5 separate regions of the Mus musculus genome follow, and all the other regions are linked to region 4. A link is a contact called in public HiChIP or PLAC-seq and promoter capture Hi-C data. All regions are on one chromosome and are shown on one strand. The core of a region is the stretch at or near the end of the contact, and the rest is flanking DNA. Distances in the headings are between cores, read along the strand shown. Region 1 holds the start of Trim65 (tripartite motif-containing 65). Region 2 holds the start of Srp68 (signal recognition particle 68). Region 3 holds the start of Foxj1 (forkhead box J1). Region 4 holds the start of Mrps7 (mitchondrial ribosomal protein S7). Region 5 holds the start of Acox1 (acyl-Coenzyme A oxidase 1, palmitoyl).

What was found. Promoter capture Hi-C pulls out the DNA fragments that hold promoters and counts their contacts. HiChIP or PLAC-seq counts read pairs in DNA pulled down with a chosen protein or histone mark.
Region 1: an HNF4G HiChIP or PLAC-seq map of pancreatic cancer cells shows a contact between it and region 4. The contact joins the promoter of Trim65 here to the promoter of Mrps7 in region 4. A contact is called at or near these places in 4 of 39 promoter capture datasets (hippocampal neurons, liver and pre-B cells), 2 of 484 Hi-C or Micro-C datasets (CD8 T cells and muscle stem cells) and 2 of 115 datasets of contacts at active chromatin or transcription factors (microglia and pancreatic cancer cells).
Region 2: a contact with region 4 is called in an HNF4G HiChIP or PLAC-seq map of pancreatic cancer cells. The contact joins the promoter of Srp68 here to the promoter of Mrps7 in region 4. A contact is called at or near these places in 3 of 39 promoter capture datasets (liver and pre-B cells) and 2 of 115 datasets of contacts at active chromatin or transcription factors (microglia and pancreatic cancer cells).
Region 3: a FOXA1 HiChIP or PLAC-seq map of pancreatic cancer cells shows a contact between it and region 4. The contact joins the promoter of Foxj1 here to the promoter of Mrps7 in region 4. A contact is called at or near these places in 1 of 39 promoter capture datasets (pre-B cells) and 1 of 115 datasets of contacts at active chromatin or transcription factors (pancreatic cancer cells).
Region 5: a promoter capture Hi-C map of pre-B cells shows a contact between it and region 4, with 4 times the contacts expected there. The contact joins the promoter of Acox1 here to the promoter of Mrps7 in region 4. A contact is called at or near these places in 2 of 39 promoter capture datasets (liver and pre-B cells), 1 of 484 Hi-C or Micro-C datasets (erythroblasts) and 2 of 115 datasets of contacts at active chromatin or transcription factors (bone marrow-derived macrophages and pancreatic cancer cells).

Annotation. Positions count from the first base shown.
Region 1 is chr11:116,129,847-116,132,546 of GRCm38.p6, reverse strand. Trim65 (tripartite motif-containing 65) reads left to right here and starts at 1,419. Exons shown (of 6, transcript NM_178802.4): 1 at 1,419-1,961. The coding sequence starts at 1,542. It overlaps Mrpl38 (mitochondrial ribosomal protein L38), which reads left to right. Exons shown (of 9, transcript NM_024177.3): 8 at 1-127; 9 at 417-730. The coding sequence ends at 553.
Region 2 is chr11:116,272,852-116,275,551 of GRCm38.p6, reverse strand. Srp68 (signal recognition particle 68) reads left to right here and starts at 1,335. Exons shown (of 16, transcript NM_146032.3): 1 at 1,335-1,626. The coding sequence starts at 1,446.
Region 3 is chr11:116,333,942-116,336,641 of GRCm38.p6, reverse strand. Foxj1 (forkhead box J1) reads left to right here and starts at 1,288. Exons shown (of 3, transcript NM_008240.3): 1 at 1,288-1,424; 2 at 1,934-2,600. The coding sequence starts at 2,103. Rnf157 (ring finger protein 157) reads left to right here. Exons shown (of 19, transcript NM_027258.1): 19 at 1-297.
Region 4 is chr11:115,602,845-115,605,571 of GRCm38.p6, reverse strand. It overlaps Mrps7 (mitchondrial ribosomal protein S7), which reads right to left and starts at 1,432. Exons shown (of 5, transcript NM_025305.3): 1 at 1,329-1,432; 2 at 660-851; 3 at 486-549. The coding sequence starts at 1,411. Gga3 (golgi associated, gamma adaptin ear containing, ARF binding protein 3) reads left to right here and starts at 1,656. Exons shown (of 17, transcript NM_173048.3): 1 at 1,656-1,744. The coding sequence starts at 1,705.
Region 5 is chr11:116,197,693-116,200,447 of GRCm38.p6, reverse strand. Acox1 (acyl-Coenzyme A oxidase 1, palmitoyl) reads left to right here and starts at 1,403. Exons shown (of 14, transcript NM_015729.3): 1 at 1,403-1,852; 2 at 2,067-2,226. The coding sequence starts at 1,744. Ten1 (TEN1 telomerase capping complex subunit) reads right to left here and starts at 1,593. Exons shown (of 4, transcript NM_027107.1): 1 at 1,465-1,593.

The DNA of each region.
Region 1 (2,700 bases), core at 170-2,669, 530 kb before region 4:
GCCCAGAGGACCTTCCGCACTTTTGATTTCTACAAGAGACACCAGGAAGCCATGACTCCAGCCGGTCTGGCTTTTTTCCAGTGCCGCTGGGATGACTCTGTCACCCACACCTTCCACCAGCTTCTAGGTAAGGGCTTAGTGGTCAGGCAGGCCTGGGGATAAAGACCTTTCCTGCCATGCCAGGAGATGGCCTTTGAAAGCCAGGGTGAGCCGGGCGGTGGTGGCGCATGCCTTTAATCCCAGCACTCGGGAGGCAGAGGCAGGCGGATTTCTGAGTTCCAGGACAGCCAGGGATACACAGAGAAACCCTGTCTCGAAAAACCCAAAAAAGTCCCTGGCAGAACTCCAGCCTCACAGGCAAGGAAGGAGGCCCAGGTCAGCAGAAGTCCACCACTCTCCCCTTACTTTTCTTGCAGACATGCGGGAACCTGTGTTTGAATTTGTACGGCCACCCCCTTACCACCCCAAACAGAAGCGCTTCCCCCACGAGCAGCCCCTACGCTATCTGGACCGATACAGGGACAGTCATGAGCCCACCTATGGAATCTACTGAGAGACTCAGTACATTCATCTCCGAGGGGGAACTGTCGCAGCAGCTGGAAGGTCACACCTCCGGAGAGAGCCATCTGAAGCCAACTGAGACAGTCCCATGCTGGCCTCTCCCAGGACACCCAGGGGCTTGTGGATGTGCCTCGATTCTATGTGAATAAAATACTTTTTTCCTGATGCCAATATGTCTTCACTTTCGGGCACCCAGACCCTTTTAGTGAAGCTTTAGTGCTCTGTGGGTGAGCAGAAGGTGCCCAGCAGCCCGGTAGCTGGGGGTACACATGAAAAGTGAACCTTTGCCCAGCCTGTGATCTTTGTGAAAGACAGCCCCGGGATCAGAACCTCCTCGAGGAGAAAGTCCTGCCCCTGTCAGACCTAGCAACAGATTGCTTGTTACCTTAGCATATTTCAGCCCCCACCAAGGCCTGGAGCCCCCACTGTGAGGCTAGAGGCCTAGAAACAAATCAGTTCTGCCTACTCCATTAGGAGTGATCTCTGATTCATACTGCCTTTGGGGACCCTGGAACTCCCATCTGCTCTGCTCAGCTGTAGAGGAGATGACAGTAGCCTGTCTTAGGGTTTTACTGCTGTGAACAGACACCATGCCCTGGGCCTTTAATCCCAGCACTCAGGAGGCAGAGACAGACGGATTTCTGAGTTCGAGGCCAGCCTGGTCTACAAAGTGAGTTCCAGGACAGCCAGGGCTACACAGAGAAACCCTGTCTCGAAACCCTCCCACCCACTCCTCCCCCCCAAAAAAGAGTCTAGGGAAGGAACACAAATAGTCAGGGTGGACCGGAGGGAGCCGCGCCCCAGCTCCCAGTGCGTCAGAAGGCGGGCAAGCAAGGGTGACTTGGATCCCTGCCAAGGAACGTTCTAGTGCACCAGGCTGCGCACTGCCGCGACTTCCTGGACTGTCTTCCCCAACGTAGTGCTCGCACTGGTAGCCTCGGCCCCTTTAAGAGATCTGAGCACTGGGCCTCGCTTCCGCCATGGCCGCTCAGTTGCTGGAGGAGGACGTGGTGACTTGCTCCATCTGCTTAGGTCGCTACCGGGACCCGGTGACGCTGCCCTGCGGGCACAGCTTCTGCGGGAACTGCATCCAGGATTCATGGCGTTCCTGCGAAAAGTCGTGTCCGGAATGTCGCCAGCCCTTCCCCGAGGGCGCCAAGCTGTCCCGCAACGTGAAGATGAGCACCTTGCTGCAGGCGCTGCCCGTTCTGCCGGCGCCGCCCGCCGTGACTCCGCGCCGGGACTCCGCCACAAGCCACAGCGCTCGCTGCCTGCGCCACGGGAGGCCGCTCGAGTTCTTCTGTCGCACGGAGGGCCTCTGCGTGTGCAGCGCGTGCACGGTGCACGACTGCAGCCACCACGAGCGGGCGCTGCTGGACGTGGAGCGCCGCGTGCGCGAGGTGCGGGAAGGGCCTCTCCGAGGGCCGAAACTGCTTGTGGCCAGGGCCAGGGGCTGCAGCAGGATCTGCGGGTTCCCATATGAACCCAGAGGGCACGTGCACCTGACTGCTGCACGCAGCTCTCCCCAGGTCCTCTGAATAAAGTAGAGCCAGAGTGTTAGGTCAGGGCTGGCAGCCCCATTCGCTAAGGTGGCCAGCATTCAGTAAGTGTGATTTCTGCCCTTCAGAGACTGAAGGATCTACTCAAGGGTCAGATAGAGTCTCAGCAAAACGTGAATGTAGAGTCAGCAGGGCCAGTCTGCATGGTGGTCGTGACTCTTCCTCTAGGGATGTGCAGTGCCTTTCCAAGCTGAGACAGGGTGATGATGTCATCAGATTTCTGCTTTCTGGAGTCTGAGCCCCAGCTGGGGTGTGGAGGGGGTAAGAGATGAGGGGTAAGAGGAAGGAGGTCTCAGCTGCAAAACAAAAGAAATGAGAAGTGAGTGGGAGCCCGGTGCCCAGTGGAGAGAGTAAGACGCAGGACAAGGGTTTCTTCGGGAGACCGGGCTGCTGTGTGCTGAGGTTGGGTAGAGAGTAGCTGGTTTGGGATATGCAGTGTGTGGGGTACACAGACAGGGGTGGGGGCACAGACATCTACTGAGAGCTGGGAAGAGATGCGGACAGTGAAGTGAAAGAAGTCGCTATGGTATCCCTAGAAGGAGTGGAAATTTGTTGGGCAGGGGATTACATCCTGACAAAG
Region 2 (2,700 bases), core at 86-2,585, 670 kb before region 4:
TGCAGGCCTCCGTTCCTCTCCCCTCCCCCTTTCCTCATGGCAACTGACTTGGCCTCAGTTCTTGGGGTCTGTGAACTCAGTCAGAGAGCAGCTTCCCAATAAACCACCTTTAGTATAATCTTTGAAAAAAAAAGAGGTGGGGGCTGGAGAGATGGCTCAGTGGTTAAGAGCACTGACTGCTCTTCCAAAGGTCCTGAGTTCAAGTCCCAGCAACCACAGGGTAGCTCACAACCATTTGTTATGAGATCTGTGTGTGAAGACAGCTACAGTGTACTTAGATATAATAATAAATAAATAAAAATCTTTTTTAAAAAGTTTATATAGCAAGTTCTTTTTCCTGCTGGGCCATCTCCATGGCTTATTGTTTAGGTGTGTGTGTGTGCAGGCCCATGCTTCACAGCTCAGTATGTGAGTGTAATTCGGAGGACCACTTTTTGAGGTTAGTTTTTGCCTCCCACCTTCTGAAAGCAGTTTGTCTAATTTTTTGTTTTCAAAAGCCTTAACCTTTATTTTTATTTTGTTTTATGTATATGAACATTCTGTCTACACGTATGTCTGTGTACATGTGTTTTGTAGACTACGAAGCCAGAAGAGGGTTGGATCCCTGGGACTGGAATTCTAGATGGTTTTGAGCCACCATTCTCGTGCTAAAAATTAAACCCAGATCATCTTGATAGAGCAACCAGTGTTCTTAACCACTGAGCCATCTGCCCAGGCCCAGTCTTCCTTGATATTTTTGCTGGAGAACTAGTACTCCACACTAGCTGATCTCTGAACTCCGATGGGGGGAAGGGTTGGAGTCATACATTTTTTTGCAACCTCCTTTAGTAACACAAAAGGGTAGACTGAGTTACGCGGCCAGCTTCTTTTCACCTGCCGTGATTGGCACAAGACTGAGACTCCTGGTGTACTCGCCCGCAAAGATTAATAAAAGTCATACTTGGATGGTCACATGATCTAGAGGAGGCCACGGGTCTCAAGCTCCTATTGGGGACACTGCCTTCTGACCGAGGCCTCTTCGTGTGTGTGTGTGTGTGTGTGTCTGTGTGTGTGTGTGTTTTAAATAAGGTCTAACTGTGCAACCCAGACTGACCTCAACTCGAGGCAATCCTCCAGCCTCAGCCTCCTCGGTATTGGGATTAAAGGCGTACACTACCATTCTCTGGGTGCAAGGATGCATGAGGTGGGCATCTTTCTCGGGTCCTCCTATCCTTGGTAGATTTGAAGCGAGGCTAATCCTTAGAAATGCGGAGACCCAGCAACAGCCACGAATTCAACCCAGGAGGCGCAGGCGCACACCAACACACCACAGAGGCCCAAGACATCCGCGGTCTGCGGCGGAGTCCGTCAGTGTACCATCGGCCCAGCCTGGAAAGTGCCGCTCTCTCTCGCCGCTGGTCGTCTCGCCTGCTCCGTTCCATCGTGCTTTGCGGCTCAGGGGCAAGATGGCTGCTGAGAAGCAGATCCCGGGTGGTGGTAGTGGTGGTGGTGGAAGCGGCAGCGGCGGCGGCGGCGGAGGGAGCGGTGGCGGACGCAGTGCCGGAGGAGACGAGAATAAAGAAAACGAACGCCCTTCAGCCGGATCGAAGGCAAACAAAGAGTTCGGGGACAGCCTGAGTTTGGAGAGTATCCTCGAGCGGTGGCCTAACTCGCAATGACTACGTGTCGCTCGGAGGGCTGGGGGCGGGCGAGGCGGCGGGGGCCAGCACCGGGCTGCGGAGCCGAGGTGCGCCGCTGCCTCCTGCCCTTCACTTTCGGCATTCCCGTGTGCATGGTTTGCCTCTCGTCCTGGCTTTCCGGAGCTTGTTTTTGCAAGGGGTATAGAGATGGTAGGCAGGGTTCCCTCTGTGCCCCTCAGATGTCCAGTTGGAGGGCTGAGCCGGGGTTGACACCCTGCCCACCCCACAGAGCTCCTGGTCGGTACCTTGAGCCACCGGACTGTGGAGGGGAAACTGCAGCCTTGACATTTCAGCGTGGAGCTGTTGTCGGACAGCTGTCGAACCCTGGGTCATAAAACAGCGAGATGCTTTGAAAATGGAGGGAGAGTGCTCTCCAGGAAAGCTGCTGCTTACCTGTTTTGAATAGTAGTTACTTTAGTTTGTTAATATCATGTGTATAGTTTTTTGTTTTTTCAAAAGTAGGTCTGTAAGGCATTTTATCTTGTTGGACTCTTCTCGAAGAACTGTAGGAGTTACTTTTTTTTTTTTTTTTTTGAGTGTCCAAGTCCGCATGGGTATGGGTGTAGGTGTAAGCGCTGGTGCTGTGTCTGCAGGTCACAGGTCAACGTCTTCCTAATTCTCTACCTTTGAGACTGGGTCTCCCTCCAAAAGTGCAGCTCACTACTTGGAATAGACTGTATGGCCAGTGGGCTCCAGGGATCTTTCTGTCTCTTGCCATCCCAGCTGTGGGATTACGTGTGCAAACAACAGTATGGCCTTTTTACGTGGGTTCTGGGGAGATCCCAACATGACCTCATGCTTGCTAACAGCAAGTCCTTTACCAGCTGAGCAGTCTTCCCAACCCTCAGGAAACATTTTCTGGTTTGTATTAGCTTATATATCATTTGTGTGGTTCTAATAGCATGTGGCTTTTTTTTTTTAACGTGTTATTTTAAATACTTTTAAATGTTGCTTTATCTTATTTTATGTGTGTGTTTGCCTGCATGTTTGTGTATCACATGTGTGCCTGGTGCCCACAAAG
Region 3 (2,700 bases), core at 39-2,538, 730 kb before region 4:
TAAGCCATCCATCCCACTGGGGAACTAGTCCTGTCCATCTGGTGTTGGCGTGCTGGCTGCACACTTTGTTTTAGGGCCTGAACACCTGTGTGTATGTGTGTGTGTATGTGTGTGTGTGCGTGCGTGTGCTCTGTATGTGCCATCTGTGTACCCCTCACATTCATGGAGTACACTTATAGGCACATTACAGTGGGGACATCAAGATGCAATATTTATGGATTGCTGCATGATTCTTAAAAGTGAATAAAACTGTTTACAGGGGCAAGGGAGCCATTAATTACAACGTGAATTCGTTTGTGAACGTATTCGTTTCAGTCAGTGGCTCAGGCTCTTTTTAGTATTTCTGCAGACCTGGGTACAAGGCCAGCTCCATTCCTGACTGCCCTACCTGCTTCTGCATCTGCCTTAAACCCGATCACTTCCAATCCTGCAGCTCGTCAATTATTAAAGAACCCCAAAGCTGATGGCAATAGGGAAAGCTAGGGCCCAGAATCCCTTATGCTTAGTAGTTCCCATCACTTAACCAGTTCCTGGCTAAATCAGTAGAACAAATGACCTCTTTGAGAATCTTGCAGGCCCAGGGCTTTTCTGTTTTTTGCCGGCTGGCTCTGCTTCCTAGACTGTCTGAAAGGGCAGCACCTCCGCAGATGCCCCTGGAATGCCAGCTTCCGGGAACTTGAGCAGGGTGAGTGGGCGAGCTGCTTACCGGGAGACGCTGGGTTACCCTACCCGCCTCGGTGTGTCTGCGAGCTGTGTGGCCGTTTCTGCGGATTATAAGCGACAGGTGGCATCAGAGAGTCAAACTTGCCTGTGGGCACCAGAGAAGACACTCGGGGACCAGGGAAAGGCCCCAGAAACCAGACAAAGGCCACTGGCAGCCCGGTGAGGGCAAAGACTTCAAGGGCACGGTTCCCCGAGACTTGGTCTGCAGAATCCGGGGCTGGGTCCCCTCAGCGGTCAAACCCGACGCGTTGGGGGAGGGGTTCCCGGGGCCTCGAGCGGGAGCCGAGCACCCGCCGTGAGACCCAGCGCGGGGCCCTCGGGCGGGAATGCACAGAGTCGGATCTCGGTGGCGGGTAGGGGGCTGGGTGGCGCGGGAGAGGGCGGCAGAACCAGAGAGTTCCAGAGAGTTGCCGCCAGAGGAGCTGCAAGGGCCCGCGGTCTCCTTGGAGACGTACTGGCCAATGACAGCAGCGGAAGCTGTTTATGGGGGCGGGGCGTCGCCATGGCAGCAGAAGAAGCCTTCCGAGCGTCTACTTAATGCCGGTCCCCGGGCCGTCGGCGCTCAGAGAAGCGCCGTCGGGCGAGGGGGGGGGGCGCGAAGAGGGGCGCCAGCACAGCCCTCGAGCTGGGGACAGAGAACCGCGGGAGGTGGGAGGAACTTCTTCCAGAACCTTCCTCTGGCTGGCTGCGCTCTGAGCCAGGTAAGGGACTGGGAGGGCTGTGGACCACGGGATGGGAGGGCGTCGGGACCTGCTGGCTATCCAGTCCATCGGTCGCCCACAGAAGTAGTGGGGCCACGAAAATGAAATCTGAGGAGTTCGGGAGATCGCTTCCTGCTCCTCCATAACTCGGTCCTGTGACCTTCCTTTCCCGAGACCCTTCATCCTAACACCTCTTTTCAAGGATCAGATGACCTACTTTGCCCCAGCCGCGTCGTACTGACCCCCCTGGACTATTGGGATGTGATCTTAGTTTCCCACTCTTTGGGGAAAAGAGTTAGTTTGGGCCTTCCTACCCTCTTCCCTCATTGTGGCCAACAAACCCTTCAAGGGCAGATGGAGAGAGGTGGAGACGCAGGATCAGACCAGGGTCCTGTGTTTCCCTGACCTCGCCACAGGCTGCGGGGATGAATGTGAGGGGCTCCCCCCCTAAGGCGCCTCTTTCCTCTCGGGGTAGGGGAAGAGTGTTCAGTTCCGTGGTGCTCCCGCAGGCCTCACATTCGTGTTCGGAGGAGGCGACCCCCTGGGTCGCAGAATGGAAGTGAGTGTTCTGGAGACTGTGTAACTGGAGTCTGGGTTACCAGCGGGCCAGAGAGCGCGGCGGGCCACTCCGGCTCAGCCTGTGGATGTTGACCGCCCCTTCGGAGAGTCCCCGCAGACATGGCGGAGAGCTGGCTGCGCCTCTGCGGAGCGGGTCCCGGAGAGGAAGCCGGGCCGGAGGGCGGCATGGAGGAGCCGGACGCCCTGGATGACAGCCTGACCAGCCTGCAATGGCTGCAGGAATTCTCCATTCTCAACGCCAAGGCTCCCACTCTTCCCCCAGGAGGCACAGACCCCCACGGCTACCACCAAGTGCCGGGCTTGGTGGCGCCCGGGTCACCGCTGGCGGCAGACCCTGCCTGCCTTGGGCAGCCGCACACACCCGGCAAGCCCACATCGTCGTGCACATCTCGAAGCGCGCCCCCGGGGCTGCAGGCCCCGCCCCCTGACGACGTGGACTATGCCACCAACCCACACGTGAAGCCACCCTACTCCTATGCCACTCTCATCTGCATGGCCATGCAAGCCAGCAAGGCCACCAAGATCACTCTGTCGGCCATCTACAAGTGGATCACGGACAACTTCTGCTACTTCCGCCATGCAGACCCCACCTGGCAGGTAGGGGGAGGAGAGGTGCGGGTGGTGGCCACTCCCTCCTCACGACCTCCTTCTGGCACTTAGCCAGGCTCGCATACCAGATCTGCAAGGCCAAGGAGAC
Region 4 (2,727 bases), core at 183-2,682:
TTTTTTAATGTTGACAGAATGGGAAACTTCTGGGGACTCTGTGTAGCTCTGGCCGGGGTGAAACTAGCTTTTGACCATCCTGGCCTCAAACTTTTCCCAACTCTGCCTCTTTTATTGTTAGGTTGTCCCCCCACCCCACCCCAAGACTGGATCTTAATATACAGCTCTGGCTGTCTGGAACTCAGAGATCTGCCTACCTCTGGCTCTGTTTTGATTGTTTTTAAGACAGGATCTCACTAAGTAGCTCTGTTCCAGAACTCACTCTGTAGCTCAAGCAGGCCTGACTTATCTCTGCTTCTCGAGTGCTGGATTCAAATGCCTTCTCCAGCGATGGGATTTGAGGTGGGCACCACCAATCTCAGATCTTGGAAATTTTAATGGCAGGAATAGAAACCTGTTTTCTAGTTTTGAAGCCATGGTGTAAAACGCAGACACCAAGCCTGAGGGAAAAGAAAGACAAGCTGAAGAGGAAGAAGCGGCCTTACCTGAGCCATGAGAGACCGGGCCAGAACTTTGTTGCCTCCCTTCATCATCATGTTGGTGAATTTGCTTCAAGGAGAAAAACATGGTTAGCTTTCCCGGGCTGTACTCCGGATCCCTCAGCAGAAAACTGCCCCAGGTGAGTTCCAGCCCACAGCAGAGGAGCATTTGCGCCAAACCTGATGACCGGGTCTGCGAACACCGAGCTGGTTTCAGTCGCGGCCGCAGCTTTGATAAACTGGGTTTTCTTGAGCTCCTGGTCATACTTCTCCTCTTCGGTGAGTTCCGCCACCGGCTTGCGGTAATATTCCTTGTCAATCAAGGGCTCCCGGAATTCGGGGGCATAGCGGCTCCCCCTCACCTGTGTGAGCCTGGGAGTGGGGCGAGGAGGAAGCAGACAGAACCCTACGGGTGAATCTGTGACTCCACAAAAGTGAACAAGCTTGACTTAACAGTAAGCCGCAAGTGCCATCACGCTGACGAGGGACGGTGGCGCTGGGACCGCCTGCTAACCTGACAGCAGTTCTGACCCTTGTCCCAAGAGGTAGGCAGCCCCCACCCCGAAACTGGCCACTGTTCCGTCGCAAGCCAGTTCTCCGATCTCTAGCAGGGCCGCACTCTCGGCTCCGGGTAGAACCGATCTAGGTCATCCCGGCCTGTCAGGCATAGGACAGGGTACTAAGCCCCCAAACCGGCCCGTTTAATGGCTGGAGTCAGCCATCTCGGCGCCCCGAGTTAGTGCCCTCCCGCGCCAGAACTCAGCGCAGCTCGCCTGCGGCTTCTTTCCTTTCCCCAGGTCCTCCCGTGAAGGTCCGAGCGGCGGTCCCGGCTACGCGCTGCCTTCTCACCCTGGAAGGTTCCAGACGGCGCACCTCACTCCCAGGGCCAGCCCGGACCAGCGAAGCGGAGCGCGCAGCGCGGGGGCAGCCATCTTGGCCGCTGTCAGGACCTCGGAGGGCTGCCCACAGCGCGCCTGCGTGAGTGAGCGACAGGACACGGATGAGAGCCTGCGCACTTTCCTCGGGCGTGGGTTTCCCTTCAGAGGTTCCCTCTGAGGAAGAAGCGAAGACACATCCTCGCCCTCGCGGCCTCCGACGCGGTCCGGCGCGCCCGTGGACCGCAGCCCTCGGCGCGCTCAGGCCCCCATGCGGGCCCCGCCCCCGCCCTGCTCGCGCAGAACCTCGCGAGGCTTGAGGGCGCAGGGCCGGACCGGGCGGCTGCAATATGGCGGAGGCGGAAGGGGAGAGCCTGGAGTCCTGGCTGAGTGAGTATCCGGGGCCGCCTCTACCTGACCTCCAACCACGGGCCTGCCTCCTCCCTCCCTGCGCCATCCCCTCCGCCGCGGCGGCCCGCGGCAGTCCACACCCGGCGTCGCCTCGCGGCGAGCATCCGGCGCTCACACCCCTTGCGAGCAGCGGCCCTTCCCCGCCGCGCGTCCTCAGGCTCCCGCGGGTGACACCTGCAGCGCGAGATCCTGCAGGCCCGGAAAGCGACACCCGGGCGCCTTGGGCTGACAGGCGGGCGTCGTGGGGAGGTTGAGGTGGGGCTGCACCCAGCCTGTGCTCTGGGACCGGGCATTGGACAGGTCCCTCGGGGAGGGTTGAGCGGTGCCACGCCGCACACACAACACAGCTGGCAGCTTCCAGAGTGGGACCATCCTCAGTGAGGATGCTGGAAGTGAGAATTCATTTCCAAAGCGCGACTACAGGGAACAATATACCACGAAGCGTGCTAAATATGTACTGAAGGAACACACATGCGCGCACACACACACACATATATGCACGCACTCATTTTAACGAGATAACCCGCTCTTGAGTAACTCAAAAAACAATGACTGCTGCTATATCGACGTGTTGCTATCTTTACTAATTTGTACATTGCTCCAAAGGAATAAGGTTTAACGTTAGCGGACAGTTCATCCAGGTTATTTAGTAAGGGTTAATAAGGCTGGTTAATCACGCCTTATCAAGGGTCAATAAATTAACTTTACTAAGGGCTAGCCCCGGGAGAGCCTCTGAAATGGAGACGAATCAGGTAAGACGTCTTTGTAGAGCCCTGAGCTGGAAATCCTTTACGGAATACAGTTGTCTCTTTGATGTCTTGAGTGTTGTTCCTAGAGGCATGGCCTTCCTTAAGAACTACTGTTCAGGAGATTGAAATTAGCTTTAAGGGAAGCTACATCCCAAAAGAAAAGTAAGATCACAGTTGCAGTGTCTGATGTTTGCGGGCAGGGCATAGAGCCAT
Region 5 (2,755 bases), core at 154-2,653, 590 kb before region 4:
CGGGAGGCAGAGGCAGGCAGATTTCTGAGTTCGAGGCCAGCCTGGTCTACAAAGTGAGTTCCAGGACAGCCAGGGCTATACAGAGAAACCCTGTCTCGAAAAACAAACAAAACAAACAAACAAACAAACAAACAAAAAAGAAAAGAAAAGAAAAAAGAAAAGAAAGTGCATTAAAATATTGAATTTTGGGGGCTCCATTAACTTTGCATTCAGGCTAAAGCCTTCATTCGTTTAACCCATTCTCAGCACCGTTACTGTAAAAGGGTCTTACATATGTTGTTACAAGGGCAAGTTAGAGAGGTAATGAAGAAATGTAGTTCTTTTTTTTTTTTTTTTTTTTTTTTCGAGACAGGGTTTCTCTGTGTAGCCCTGGCTGTCCTGGAACTCACTTTGTAGACCAGGCTGGCCTCGAACTCAGAAATCCACCTGCCTCTGCCTCCCCAGTGCTGGGATTAAAGGCGTGCGCCACTACCGGCGTAGTTCTTTTTGGTGGCATGAAATCAAATGAAGAAAGAGTGCATTTTACTTAGCACTTAAAGGCTTTTTGAAACAAGGCATTACACAGCCCAGGCTGCCTTCAGTCCGATTCTATATAGCTGATAATGATCTTGGACTTCGTGATCCTCAGACCTCCACTTGAAGTTGCAAGCCTGTGTGTGCCACGGTGCCCAGTTTATGCTGTGCTTTGAGATTATATTTTGGCTTTAGTGCATGCTCGACATCTCCAGCCTACTACTTAGCAATTTTTAAGGAAGAATTAAAAAACAAACTGGTGAAAACTGGCTGTCTTTGAGGCTCAGGAACTCTTTGTTATAAATCCTACGCTAGAACTTCTTAGGCGTAGGTACATCTTCGATGACGATAATGATATGGCAAAGTAAAGTCTAGATTTCAAAATTTCTAGGACCTGCCCTGCCGGTTTAGGTGGGAAAAGACTTGGGCTATAAAATGTAGAGAAACTGGACCTGTTCCCTCTCGCTTTAAATCCAGGCCCAGTGCATAAACCCGGAAGCTCCGCAGGACCAGGTCCTTGCATCCCAAGTCTCTAACGTCAGTCAAGTCGGCAATATTTTTAGCCAACGACAATGAACCGTCTCCCGAACGTAACCTTTGTCCTGTTACCCTTTCGCTCCAATTTGTTTGGGTTCCAGTAAAATCAACAGCTTTCCTCTATTAGCCTCCTCACCCCGCCCGAGACCCTTGACACCCATTCCCTTCTGGTTTCCGGGGACACTGTGGTGAGAGGACCCCCCCCCCACACACACACACACCCACCGCCCTAGCCTGAAAGGAGGTGAGTCCCACAGCGCAGGCGCAATCCCGCCCCTCAAGGCCCTGGCCAATCGGTTGCGCGCGTCTCCAGGGCTCTTTTCCTCCCGGAAAGATCACGTGAACCTGGAGACGTGAGGTCCGGGAAGAGCCCCACTCCCTTTCCAGTGCCACTGCGGTCCCTTGACCTTTTACCTTGCTTTCCTTGGCGAGGAGCCGCTCGGGGACCTCCCCTGGCCCGCAGCAGGGGATTCGTCCGTCCGGCGGGCGGTACCAGCGTCGGGGATTGCAGCCGGTCACGTGAGGAGTGGCGGCGGGGACGGGGCGGGGACGGCTCGAGGGGGCGGGGCCGAGGGCTGTCTCGCTCCGCTCATAGGGCCTGGTCGGCGCCTGAGCTGCGGAGACAGGTTGTCATCGCTTTGGTGCCTGTCACTTCTGTCGCCACCTCCTCTGCCCCCAGCACTGGTCTCCGTCATGAATCCCGATCTGCGCAAGGAGCGGGCCGCCGCCACCTTCAATCCAGAGTTAATCACGCACATCTTGGATGGTAGTCCGGAGAACACCCGGCGCCGTCGAGAAATCGGTGAGCCTGGAGGGCCGGGCCTCTTATACCGAACCAGGCGAAAGACCCCCGTGAATGAGGATTTGGGGCCTCTGGAGTTGAGGGGAAGCGGGGACCCCTACTTCGATGGGCGTCCGGTGTCAGGATTAGGAGGGGAACGTCCTCTGTTCTAATCTGATGGGAGTCAGGGAGGGTGAGTACCTGTTTCTCTTGATGTCATTTAACCCTCTTTCAGAGAACTTGATTCTGAACGATCCAGACTTCCAACATGAGGACTATAACTTCCTCACTCGAAGCCAGCGTTACGAGGTGGCTGTTAAGAAGAGTGCCACCATGGTGAAGAAGATGAGGGAATTTGGCATCGCAGACCCTGAAGAAATCATGTGGTTTAAAAAGTAGGTGTATCTTAGCACATTAGTGTATGCCCAAACTACAGCTGCAGTCTGGGGAGGTCTTCTTACCGCGCATGTCGTTTAAAGGCTTAAATTGAATACTTCATGATTCAATTTTATGTGTGAAAAATAATATTACTTTTGCATCTAGATCTTTTAGTAGGATAGCATAGCATAGTTGTAAAAATGCTAATAATGAACGGTTGTGCCCAAAATTGTTTTTTTTTTTAATTTTAACAAACTTTAAGGGATGGTGAGGTGGCTACCTGGCCTAATCATCTAATTTCAATTTGTAGAAAGAGAGTCACCTCCCTTAGATTGTCCTCTGACCATTTGCTAGAGGTGGCTGTTGTACCCCCACACACAATAAGATGAAACTTTAATTTATAAAGTTCTTTTGAACTGGGCCACGGTGACCCATGCCTTTAATCTCAGCACTTCGGAGGAGGCAGAGGCAGAGGCAGGCTGATCTCTGATTTTGAGACCAGCCTGGTCTGCAGAGCTAGTTCCTGTTCGTCAGCCAGGGTTACAT